2 separate regions of the Oryctolagus cuniculus genome follow, and region 1 is linked to region 2. A link is a contact called in public Micro-C data. All regions are on one chromosome and are shown on one strand. Each heading gives the region's core, a stretch centred on a gene start, on an enhancer-like site or on the middle of the called end of the contact. The rest is flanking DNA. Distances are from core to core; before and after follow the strand shown. Region 1 has its middle 12 kb from the start of IL20RA. Region 2 has its middle 120 kb from the start of IFNGR1.

Region 1 (5,031 bases), core at 646-3,145, 230 kb before region 2:
TGCTGATTTCATTTCCCTTGGGGAAATTCCCAGGAGTGGGATTGCTGGGTCATATGACATTTTCAAGAATGAGATGCATATGCATAGATAAGCTACAGTCTATGAATTATGCAATTTGGTGCTCTTGCATACATGTTAAATGTTCTTACATCAGCATTTAAAATTAGCATTGCAATATAAAAATGAATGATTATATTCAAGCTACTATTTTAACATTTAACTTTTTTTCTTACATAGGGTGACATTAAATAGCAGATAAATACAATGATAAGTTGAGATTGAAGGAAAGGGAGAGAGATCTAGATAGATATTGTGGAGAAAAACCAGAAAAGCTTTATATTTCTATTCCTTTAATGGCATTTTCCCCCAATTCTTTAAATGAATGACCTTGCATTTTCAATTGGCACTGAATTCTAATTATGTAACCAGTCCAGCTTACAAATCAATCACTGAAATCCTGAATATATACTCAACCAAAATAAAGGTTTTGTTTTTAACCAAGAGACATGTCCAAAAATATTAACATAATTAGTCATAATGACCTCAAGCAAGAAATAAACCAAAAGTTTATTGGTTGTATAAACTGTAGTATATTCATATAATGAAATACCAGACAGCAATGAAAATAAATAAATTACTGCTACATGCAGTAACGTGAATTTCACAGATGGAAAAGAACCCAATGCAAAAAGACCATTACCATGTGATTTCATCTGTGAGCAGGCACAAACACAGGCTGAATGAAGCTATGGGGGCCGCAGCAGCAGAGGAGCCACCCCTGCCTAACAGTCTCTGCCTTTCCCTTGAACTGCATTGTCAACAGTGGCATTTTGTGATGAGCCCGCACTGTGTCACTTGGTGCCTGCGTTTCCAATTCAAAGGCTGCCTGTGGTCAGCTTTGTGCCTCACGTCTTTAAAACATGGAAACAGCACTTAGCCTCCTCACTTCTTTTCTTCTTTAACTATAACAGATGTGGATTGCTGTCAAGTATAATTGTTTTTATTTCAGTCCCAAGGATTTAATTTTCAGTTTTCTCTAGACGCTTGATTCTGCATGAAAATCACCTTTCAATTGCTTTTCTCTTTGGAATTCTCTTGACCTGACCCCTCACTTAATTTTGGTTTCTGCTCAATGTCCTCAGACCCCACCCCAAAGAACACCAATCCCCTTGTCAAACTCTGGGCCTTACGTAGTTTCCTTGTTCTCTTCTGCTCTTAAAATGACCCAATATTAGGAGATGTCTGTGTATGTATACATGTGTGTGTGTACACACGTGTGTGAAGTTACTGTCTTTTCCCGCAAGAGCATAACCTCCAGGGGCTAAGATTTCCTCTTTCACTCACTGGTTGGCACTTAGCAGGTGCATAGTTAAGCATTTGTTGACTGAATGACACCTGATTTTGAAAACCAAGAAAAAGCACAATTTTGGAATTTTACCTTTTCTCCACTGTTAAGCATCCTCAGGTACTACCTTTTATGACGCTGCTTTAAGCAGTGGAACTCCAGAGAGACATGAGAGCTTATCCTAAAGGCAAAAGGTGGCGAATAGGAAGCATACGTGTTGTGGGTAGAAACTGGGGTGCAATCAGAACCCTCCTGTAGTTTCTCGGGGTTCCCGTGGTGGGCGCAGGAGGGCGAGAGCGCTCTGCACAGCGAGAGGCACGAGAGCGCCGCTAGGTGTCGCTCTTCGCTCACGCTCCTGCTTCTCGGGGTGGGAGAGGTGGGCAGGACTTTGTGTGTTGGGGTCCCACTGAGTCTTCCCTCCTGAGTATGCAGCCTCCTGGTTTACAACCGCGACAGAGGGCACCGACTCACCTGGACGGGTCTGCTCAATATGGAATCACTTACTGTTCCTACATAAAATTGATTTTTGGTTCTGAGCAGCACAGAAAGATTTAGAAGGGACGAGTGGTCTCAAGTGAGGCTCTCAGCTTTAGTCTCTGCCCACAAGACCTCGCTCCAGAGAAGGAAGGCAGCTGCCAGGGATCTGTCAGTCAAACGGTGACGGACGTATCTGCAGGAGCAGGCTTGGAAGCAAGGCTTCATTCAAACGGCACACCCACGTCCCGCCGTTAAGACACAGAGAAGTTATGTAATGGAAAACAAGGGTCAATGGCCAGCTTCCGCTGCACCAGGACACTTGCTCTCACATTTAACAAACTTCTGAGTGTCACGAGGCTGCAGTTTGAGTCAGTTCCTCTTCAGCTAGTGGCATGAAGAATCACATAACAGTGGGGTCGGCCGGCTGCTACGTCTCCTGGTGCCTTCCCCCTTGAGGCTGTTTAAGCCCACCTTTCTCTTCCCTTTCAAGAAGCTGGCTGTCTTCCTTTTAGGAATTCAGTCATCTCTCAGTATCGGGAGGTGGTGTTGGCGGCAGGGTAGGTTCTAGGACTTCCACCGCCGCCCGCAGGAAGCCCACATCTGTGCAGACTCCCGCCACTTCTGTAAACTCACCAACTCTTTGCATGTAATCTAGGCACTCCCTCCCGTGCGTTTTAAACCATCTCTGGATTACTTACAGTACCCAATACAATGCAAACGCCAAGTGTAGTTGTTCGACTTCACTATTGGGGGGAATAAGGATAAGGAAGAAACGTCTGTGGGCTCAGAAGAGATGCGTTTTTCCCTAAATGCTTTTTCCTCTGTGGTCGAATGAGCCTGCAGACCCAGAACCCTTGCGTGCAGAGGACCCACTGGGTTTCTTGTGCACTCCACTTATTCCACTTCCAACAGAAACTTGGTGAGTAATCTCTTCCGCTGTGCTGCATACTGTTTTAGGGCTGTGGCTGCAGTAGAGACACAACCAATGAAGTCCTTGCTACATTTCAGTGTTTCATCAAAGACCAAAATCTTAAACCAGGCAGAAGGCATTTGGTCTATGGGTTAAAATGCTCACATGCCACATCAGAGCGCCTGGGTTCTTTTCCTGGCTCTAGCTCGGGATTCCAGCTCCCTATCAGTGCTGGACCTGGGAGGTTGCAGGTTTTAGCTCAAGTCATTGGGTTTCTGCCACCCATGTGGAGGCCTTGAACTAAGCTCCTGGCTCCCAGCTTCAGCACTGGCCCAGTCTCAGCCTTTCTGGGCATTTGGGAACTAGACCAGTGATGGGAGCTGGCTCTCTCTCTCTCTCTCTCTCTCTCTCTCTCTCCTGCTCTCCCTACATCACTGTGCCTGTCAAAAGCAAAACATGCTTTTCAAAGATGAGTGTATTTTGGTACAAAAACAGTTTGAAACCCATGCACAGTTTTGTTGTACTATGGATGCGGGATGCGTCTCCTAGGTCATTTCCCGAAGGTCAGGGGTGCAGATGAGCTGAGCAGTTGATTCAGTGGGGGGTGATTTTCAGGAGCACATGCGTGTGCTCCATGTGGGTCTATAATGCGGTTCATCTTCATAAAACCCCGAGCTTTATGGGTTTCAAAGCATTAACTCATGTCTTTGGAACACCCCACATAGATTATTATAATTCTCTGTGTGCTGCCTGCCCATCTGCTTACCTACAGGAATTACAATCAGATGGAATGGCCCTGCTCAAATCTAGGTTCAGAAAAGAAATATGACAATACTTGAGTCCTTTTTTTGTTTTGTTTTGCTGAAGAAGCACAATTCTTTTTACACCCTGCCCGGCGTAAGAATGAAAAGCGTGTTACTCTGTGACTCTCTTGCTTTCAATTGGGGAGAGTAGGAAATTATTAAAAGAATCTTTGCCTCCCCCGACCCCTTACATCTCGATCAGAATGTGTCAGCTCTCAGGCAGTATGCCTGTTTAACTGCCTGCTGCCTTATATATGCCATGGCTTCTACTTAATTTCAGTTTGCAGATTTAGCACAATTATAGGGAAACAATGCATAGCAGCACAGTCAGGTCACCTGCTCATGCTTTCAACGCAAAAGAGAAAGTGGCAGGTAGCATAATCAGATACCCCTTAGATTCCTCCTGTTCTGATGATCAAATATGAATTTCTTAGTTGAACACAAGCAATATACAAAAAAAAAAAAAGCTCAACTTTCAGCTCCTCTCACCCCATTTATTTCCCCAAATGACCTCTTCTGGCCATAAGAATGCATCTAAGTATAAAATCAAGATGAGCTCCACATAGTACAAGAGCTATGCTTTCTTCTTCTCTTAAGAAATGAGTGTTCTGTTGCAAAGACCGACTAGAATGTGTGCAAAAGAAAGTGATGTCCTGATTTAATGCCTGGTGGGTCCATTTTCTTCTATTTAATGGCCACAGATTCATACTCTTAAGCTATGGGATCACTGGTAGAACACGGTGAGAGAGTATAATTTCATCCTTACTCTGGGAAAACAACTACAGCTCAAGGAAAAACATCTCTTCCCCGCCCCACGCCTGTTTTATTGACACTTGTTAATGCTGGCACCGTGTTCATCTTTTAAAAATTTTTTAATTAATTTATGTATTTTGACAGGCAGAGTGGACAGTGAGAGAGACAGAGAGAAAGGTCTTCTTTTACCGTTGGTTCACCCTCCAATGGCCGCTGCAGCTGGCATGCTGCGGCCAGCGCACTGCGCTGATCCGAAGCCAGGAGCCAGGTGCTTCTCCTGGTCTCCCATGCAGGTGCAGGGCCCAAGGACTTGGGTCATCCTCCACTACACTCCCTGGCCACAGCAGAGAGCTGGCCTGGAAGAGGGGCAACTGGGACAGAATCCAGAGCCCCAACCGGGACTAGAACCTGGTGTGCCGGCGCCGCAGACAGAGGATTAGCCTATGGAGCTGCGGTGCCAGCGACACAGCTCTTTCCCTGATGAGGTACAAAAGACACCACACACAAGAACCTTGGGATTCCAATGATGGTGAGTCTGAAAATGCGTGCATGCCCCAAGAACAAGGGAGGGAAATGAGGAAGAAGAATCTTTTGTTAGTATTTTCCTCAATGAAATGTTATCACTGCTATTTTGCTGGCAGAAAGGAACGTTGTAGAATTCAACAGATCTGTCACTTTCATTTTTACTCTCTTTTCTATTTGGCCATTCTCAAAGAGTCCTGTTGTTGTTACGCACTAATGCA
Region 2 (5,328 bases), core at 566-3,065:
ACTGGTTGGTAGCTTAGTGTTCCAGTTAGCGTTGAGATCAGCTTTGAAAGTGCCTGCTTCATTCACTCTCCACCATAGACCAGACGTGACAGTGCCAATGAATGACTCATTATCGGGGGAATACTTAAGATGCGCCAGACATTTTATAAGCAAATATTGAATGATATTAACTCATACTTCAAGAACCTGGTTATTTAGGGTCACACAGTTGCAAAAGCAATTCAGTTGTCAACTCCAAGAAGTCTGAATATTGCATATCATGTTTTATGCTGAACTAGGTCTAAAGTCAAATGTAGGTATTGCTTATTCTAAACGTTTTCTCAGGGCAAAGTATAGTAGTAACTCAAGCCAAACTATAAAGTTTAAATGCAATAAGGATTAAGGCATTAGATATTTGGAATTTATAGTCACAGGAAAAAAAGTCACAAAAATTACATCTCTCAATCATTTTTACACATTTTAATTATGTTAAAAATAATTTTAATTGGGCTTTTTTCCTTTCAGGAGAAAGGACATATTTCTGGTTTAAGACTCTCCCTCTCTCTATTTCTCTCTCTCTCTCTCTCTCAGTATTGGCATCAATATATAAAAGGATGCTGTATGTAGGCTTCTTTGCCATAGATCCCAATGCCTCACTTATAACCCAGGCAGTGGCTTTTCCTATTATATCCTGCGGGCCAAGGAGGGGGTGTCTCTTTTCCTACTTCCAAACTGCAGAGGGTATTCAGAATCATCTAGTTTCCTGGCCTGATTTTACAGAAGGCAAAATGAAGACCCAGAGAGATAAAATAAACATCATCAAAGTAACTGGGGACGAGGAAAGACTGGGTGTAAAATCACACCACTAGAAATGATCTTCCTTCATAATTAATTTTGAAACTTCCATGTCTAATCTGGAACTAAATATATCCTGTAAAAGAAAATTCCTTGAATACCATGGATAATGCATTCTCATAACTAACAACCTTTTTAGTCAGAAGAGCTATTCTTGAATGTAATAACCTCTTTTCATGCAAATTAAGCTTATTTTCACTTGTTAGATGCTTAATAGAGATGGATGATAGTCACTTTACTAATTATAATTACACACATGTGGGAAAATATTTGTCAGTCTTAACTTATTTTCTTGGCACCCACCAAAGAATCCACTTAAAAATTTTGCTTCCTCTGTCTAGTTACTGCTTAAGAAATCTGGATGTCATAATTCACTCCTCTATATTTTTCATATTCTTCTCTAGTTACTAAGCTCTTTTTGGTTATTTCTTAAAGAGCCCTCAAATATCACTAATCAAAAAAAAAAAAAAAAAAGACAACTTGGGTGTCACTATTAATCTGTGCTCCAATCAATCCTCATTTGGATTGTCATGGCATTTTACCTGATTGATTAGTCAATAAGTATTGTGACAACAAATCACAGTTGTTTAACAAAACATTTACTTCTTGCTCACATTACAAGAGGCATGCAAGGCAATCCAGGGCGTGGCTGGGTTTGCCTGGGTTTGCCTGTGTTTGCCTTGGCTTGCCTGCTTTTGACCAAGCTCGGGCATATTTTCTCATTTTGGGACTGAGGCTGAAGGAGCAGCTTCTCTCTGGGGCTAAGGAGTCTCATGTCCACAGCAGTCGCTCAAGGTGGCCCCACTTGAAGCTTCTGCTTGAAGATGATCTGTGTTGGATCTACTGAGATGCTGTTGGCCAGAGTGAGTTCTGTGGCCTCCTCGAGTGGGCGGGGTTATGCAGAGCGGTGTTCCCATAGGTGAGCACAGTATGAGTGAAGGGACAAAGAAATGGTGAACTAATAGACAACCTACTGCATGTGGTCACCTGTCTAACGTTGTGCTCCTCTGCCATTTGGCTCCATGCTGCCTACCCCTCAGACACATCACAAGACACTCAGAATTCTTTAGAATGAATCCAATCTCAGCCATAGCTTCCAGGTTAGCGCTATTCCGGCTCTTTCATGTTTAATTCTGCCCTCATCTCTCTACCCCAGCCATCGGATGCCTATATTAGTTCCCAGAAGTCACCACGTTCTGTCCTTCAGGTCTCTGTTCACCTGGTTTCCTCACTCAGTGGCCCTCCCATCCAACCTTCTCCAAGAGCATCCTTCACCCCTGCCTCAAGTCTATGCCCTGCTGAATCCTAACTGACTGATCACACACTTATGTCTCTCACCACACTCAGAGCTCCCTGGGGCTGGGTACTGTGTCAACCTCCTTGTGCTCCAGTTTGTGACACAAGAATTAATTCAGCAGTTAATTTTTAAATTCATGAAGAAAATTTTTTTTCTGCATCAATTTAGTACAGGTAAACTTATAATATTTACTTGGAAAGCTTTTTAGCATGAGAAGATTGCATCTAGGGTTTTTGTATTTTATTCTTATGTTTAACTCTATCTATCTATCTATCTATCTATCTATCTATCTATGGTATAATTCTACTCAACCACTTATTAGTTTTGCCCTTTGGAAGAGTAAATAACAGCCTGGGACCAAAAGCTTAATGTATGCAATACAGAGCATGTACAGTAGAACTGGATACAAAGTAGGATCACATCCACAAGGCTCTCTAAAGCTAAGTAATAGGTGCTTAAAAATAGTTGGTTCCTTTTTCATTCTTATTTTCATTGTGAATTGACTTCTTATTTTTTATTTTCCCTTTACCATGTCCCAAAGAAAAGATGGTAGTTATTGCTTTTTCCCCTCTTTTTTGAGTAAATGAAACAGAAGTAGAAAATATTAGATTCAAGGAGTACAAATCAACTAAGGTCATCCAGTAGATGGTGGTCCCACCACCACAAAAACTATTCTTTTACTTTTCTTATCTTTGCACATTTTGCACTTCTTTCTTCTTTCTTTTTTTTTTGGCCTACTTGCATATCATTCTGTTCTCTTTCAGGAACACTACTACCAAAAGTGTGAAATAAAAGTGCATTGTTAATCTTTTCTTGAGAGGCAGAAAGTGCTATGGCTTTCTTTTCCAGGAAGAATTTTTCCTTATATTTTGTCGTGGAAATGAGATATGGTCTGAGGTGTCAGATAAACATTCCTTTTACTCATTTCTTCAATTGTTCACTTATCAGGAGTTTAATTAATAGGTGGAGTGAGAAAAGAATTGGTGAACTTTGTCAGATCAAGAATCTAGAGAAGGCAGGCACCGTGGCTCAATAAGCTAATCTTCTGCCTTGCAGCGCTGGCACACCGGGTTCTAGTCCCGGTCGGGGCGCAGGATTCTGTCCCGGTTGCCCCTTTTCCAGGCCAGCTCTCTGCTGTGGCCAGGGAATGCAGTGGAGGATGGCCCAGGTCCTTAGGCCCTGCACCCGCATGGGAGACCAAAAGAGGTACCTGGCTCCTGCCATCGGATCAGCGCTGTGTGCCCGCCGCAGGCGCCAGCCACAGCGGCCATTGGAGGGTGAACCAACAGCAAAGGAAGACCTTTCTCTCTGTCTCTCTCTCTCACTGTCCACTCTGCCTGTCAAAAAAAAAAAAAAAAAAAAAAAAAAATCTAGAGAACTCAGCAGAATCTCCTAGAAGAGAAGAGGGAAGGGAGAGCTTCGTTGGCCCAGAGAGATCTGAGGAACAATGACCTGCACACACTTCTGAGTAGCTGACAGCCTCTTCTTCCTCAAGTATCACAGGTGCTTCAATAGAAGGTCTTGACTATAGTAAAATGATTTGTTTTATTGTCTGCCTTGATCCTGCTCTGTAGACTTAGACTGCCAATACCTAATTCGAGGTCTTTATCATAGCAGGCACACAATATGCATAAGAGGCAAAGTGTGTTTTTTTTGTTATGTTTTTTTTATTATTATTATTTTTTAACAGGCAGAGTGGACAGTGAGAGAGAGAGAGACAGGGAGAAAGGTCTTCCTTTACTGTTGGTTCACCCTCCAATGGCCGCTGTGGCTGGCGCCTGCGGCGGGCACACAGCGCTGATCCGATGGCAGGAGCCAGGTGCCTCTTTTGGTCTCCCATGCGGGTGCAGGGCCTAAGGACCTGGGCCATCCTCCACTGCATTCCCTGGCCACAGCAGAGAGCTGGCCTGGAAGAGGGGCAACCGGGACAGAATCCTGCGCCCCGACCGGGACTAAAACCCGGTGTGCCAGCGCCGCAAGGTGGAGGATTAGCTTATTGAGCCACGGTGGCAGCGTGTCTGTGTTTCAAACAGTCTCACTTAGGTGACTGGGGCTTCTGGACCCTTCTGCCGGCCTGCTAATGGTGGTACCTGGCCCATCCCGGTCTTAATCCCTTCCCACGCCTGTGCTGGAGATTCCACTTCTGTTTGCTGTGTTTCTCACGTCTTTGCTGACCTCCTCTCCTCACTTGCCCTTGCTGACTGCTTTCTGGTGGTTGCTCCTGCAGATCACTGGGGCATTTGCCATGTTAACCTGCTCTATTTATATGTCCTTTATTTCAGCTGTGGATTTTTAATCTGGACTTTCTACTGGAAAGATAGAAGATCTTCCTAGAAGATCAAGTCTGAGTCCTTTACTAAGGTTTTCCTTTGTCTCTTCACACCCTGTTGCTCCTGATGGGATTCCCAGATTGTTGCTCCTTGGCTTATGGAATATTTTAAGCTGAGAAAACTGGAAAGCAGGGGAGTCGCTCTCACCTCTTGCCCTCATCCCCCACTATTCTCTCCTCCTGAAGCAAGTCATAAACTTCGGAAGGATTGTCTGACCTTCCACCGAAATGGGTCCCAAGACCCTCATGCGAGAGGGACCCTCTGTTCCCATAGGAAAGGAGCATCTTTATCTCTGAAGACAGAGGGTCCCAGAGCAGAATCTGCACAATCAGGCTTTGCTAATTTCCCCACTTACAGTCATGAGATTTACCCTTTGCGCCTCGTATTTTTCCATGATCGTCTACACTTCATCAAACCTGCTAAAAAAGCACTCAGATTTACCTGTCCCTTCAGGTCTTCATTTTCTTAGAAATCTCCTGTGCAAGTAAAACTTGAATTAAACGTATTTCTATGTTTTTTTTTTTTTAAAGATTTAGTTGACAAGCAGAGAGAGAGAGAGAGAGAGAGATCATGTATCCCCTGGTTCACTCCCCAAATGGCTGCTACAGAACCAGGACACAGCCAGGAGCCCAGAACTCCATCCAGGTTTCCTGCATGGGTGGCAGGGGCCCAAGTACCTGGGTCATTTTTCACTGCTTTCCCGGGTCCATTAGCAGAGAGCTGGATCGGAAGTGGAGCTGCTGGGACTCAAACTGCCCTTCCCATGTGGGATCTTGTGATCGGTGTCACAGGTAGTGACTTCACCCTCGGTGCCACAACAATGGCCCCTGTATAGTTTTCTTGCTCATCTCTCATTACAGGGGAAAG

Evidence for each region. Hi-C and Micro-C count contacts between places; a contact is called where the count stands out from the background.
Region 1: a contact with region 2 is called in a Micro-C map of ear pinna, with 4 times the contacts expected there. The contact joins two enhancer-like sites. A contact is called at or near these places in 2 of 6 Hi-C or Micro-C datasets (ear pinna and psoas muscle).

Annotation. Positions count from the first base shown.
Region 1 is chr5:31,787,050-31,792,080 of mOryCun1.1, reverse strand. No RefSeq gene overlaps it. Among named protein-coding and RNA genes, the nearest start is that of IL20RA, 12 kb to the left of the region's middle. Within about 2 kb of position 1,895, at least 2 of the 8 cell types and tissues checked have an H3K27ac peak or open chromatin away from gene starts, as enhancers often do. A contact at or near this core is called in ear pinna, where this site is marked.
Region 2 is chr5:31,557,383-31,562,710 of mOryCun1.1, reverse strand. No RefSeq gene overlaps it. Among named protein-coding and RNA genes, the nearest start is that of IFNGR1, 120 kb to the left of the region's middle. Within about 2 kb of position 1,815, at least 1 of the 8 cell types and tissues checked has an H3K27ac peak or open chromatin away from gene starts, as enhancers often do. A contact at or near this core is called in ear pinna, where this site is marked.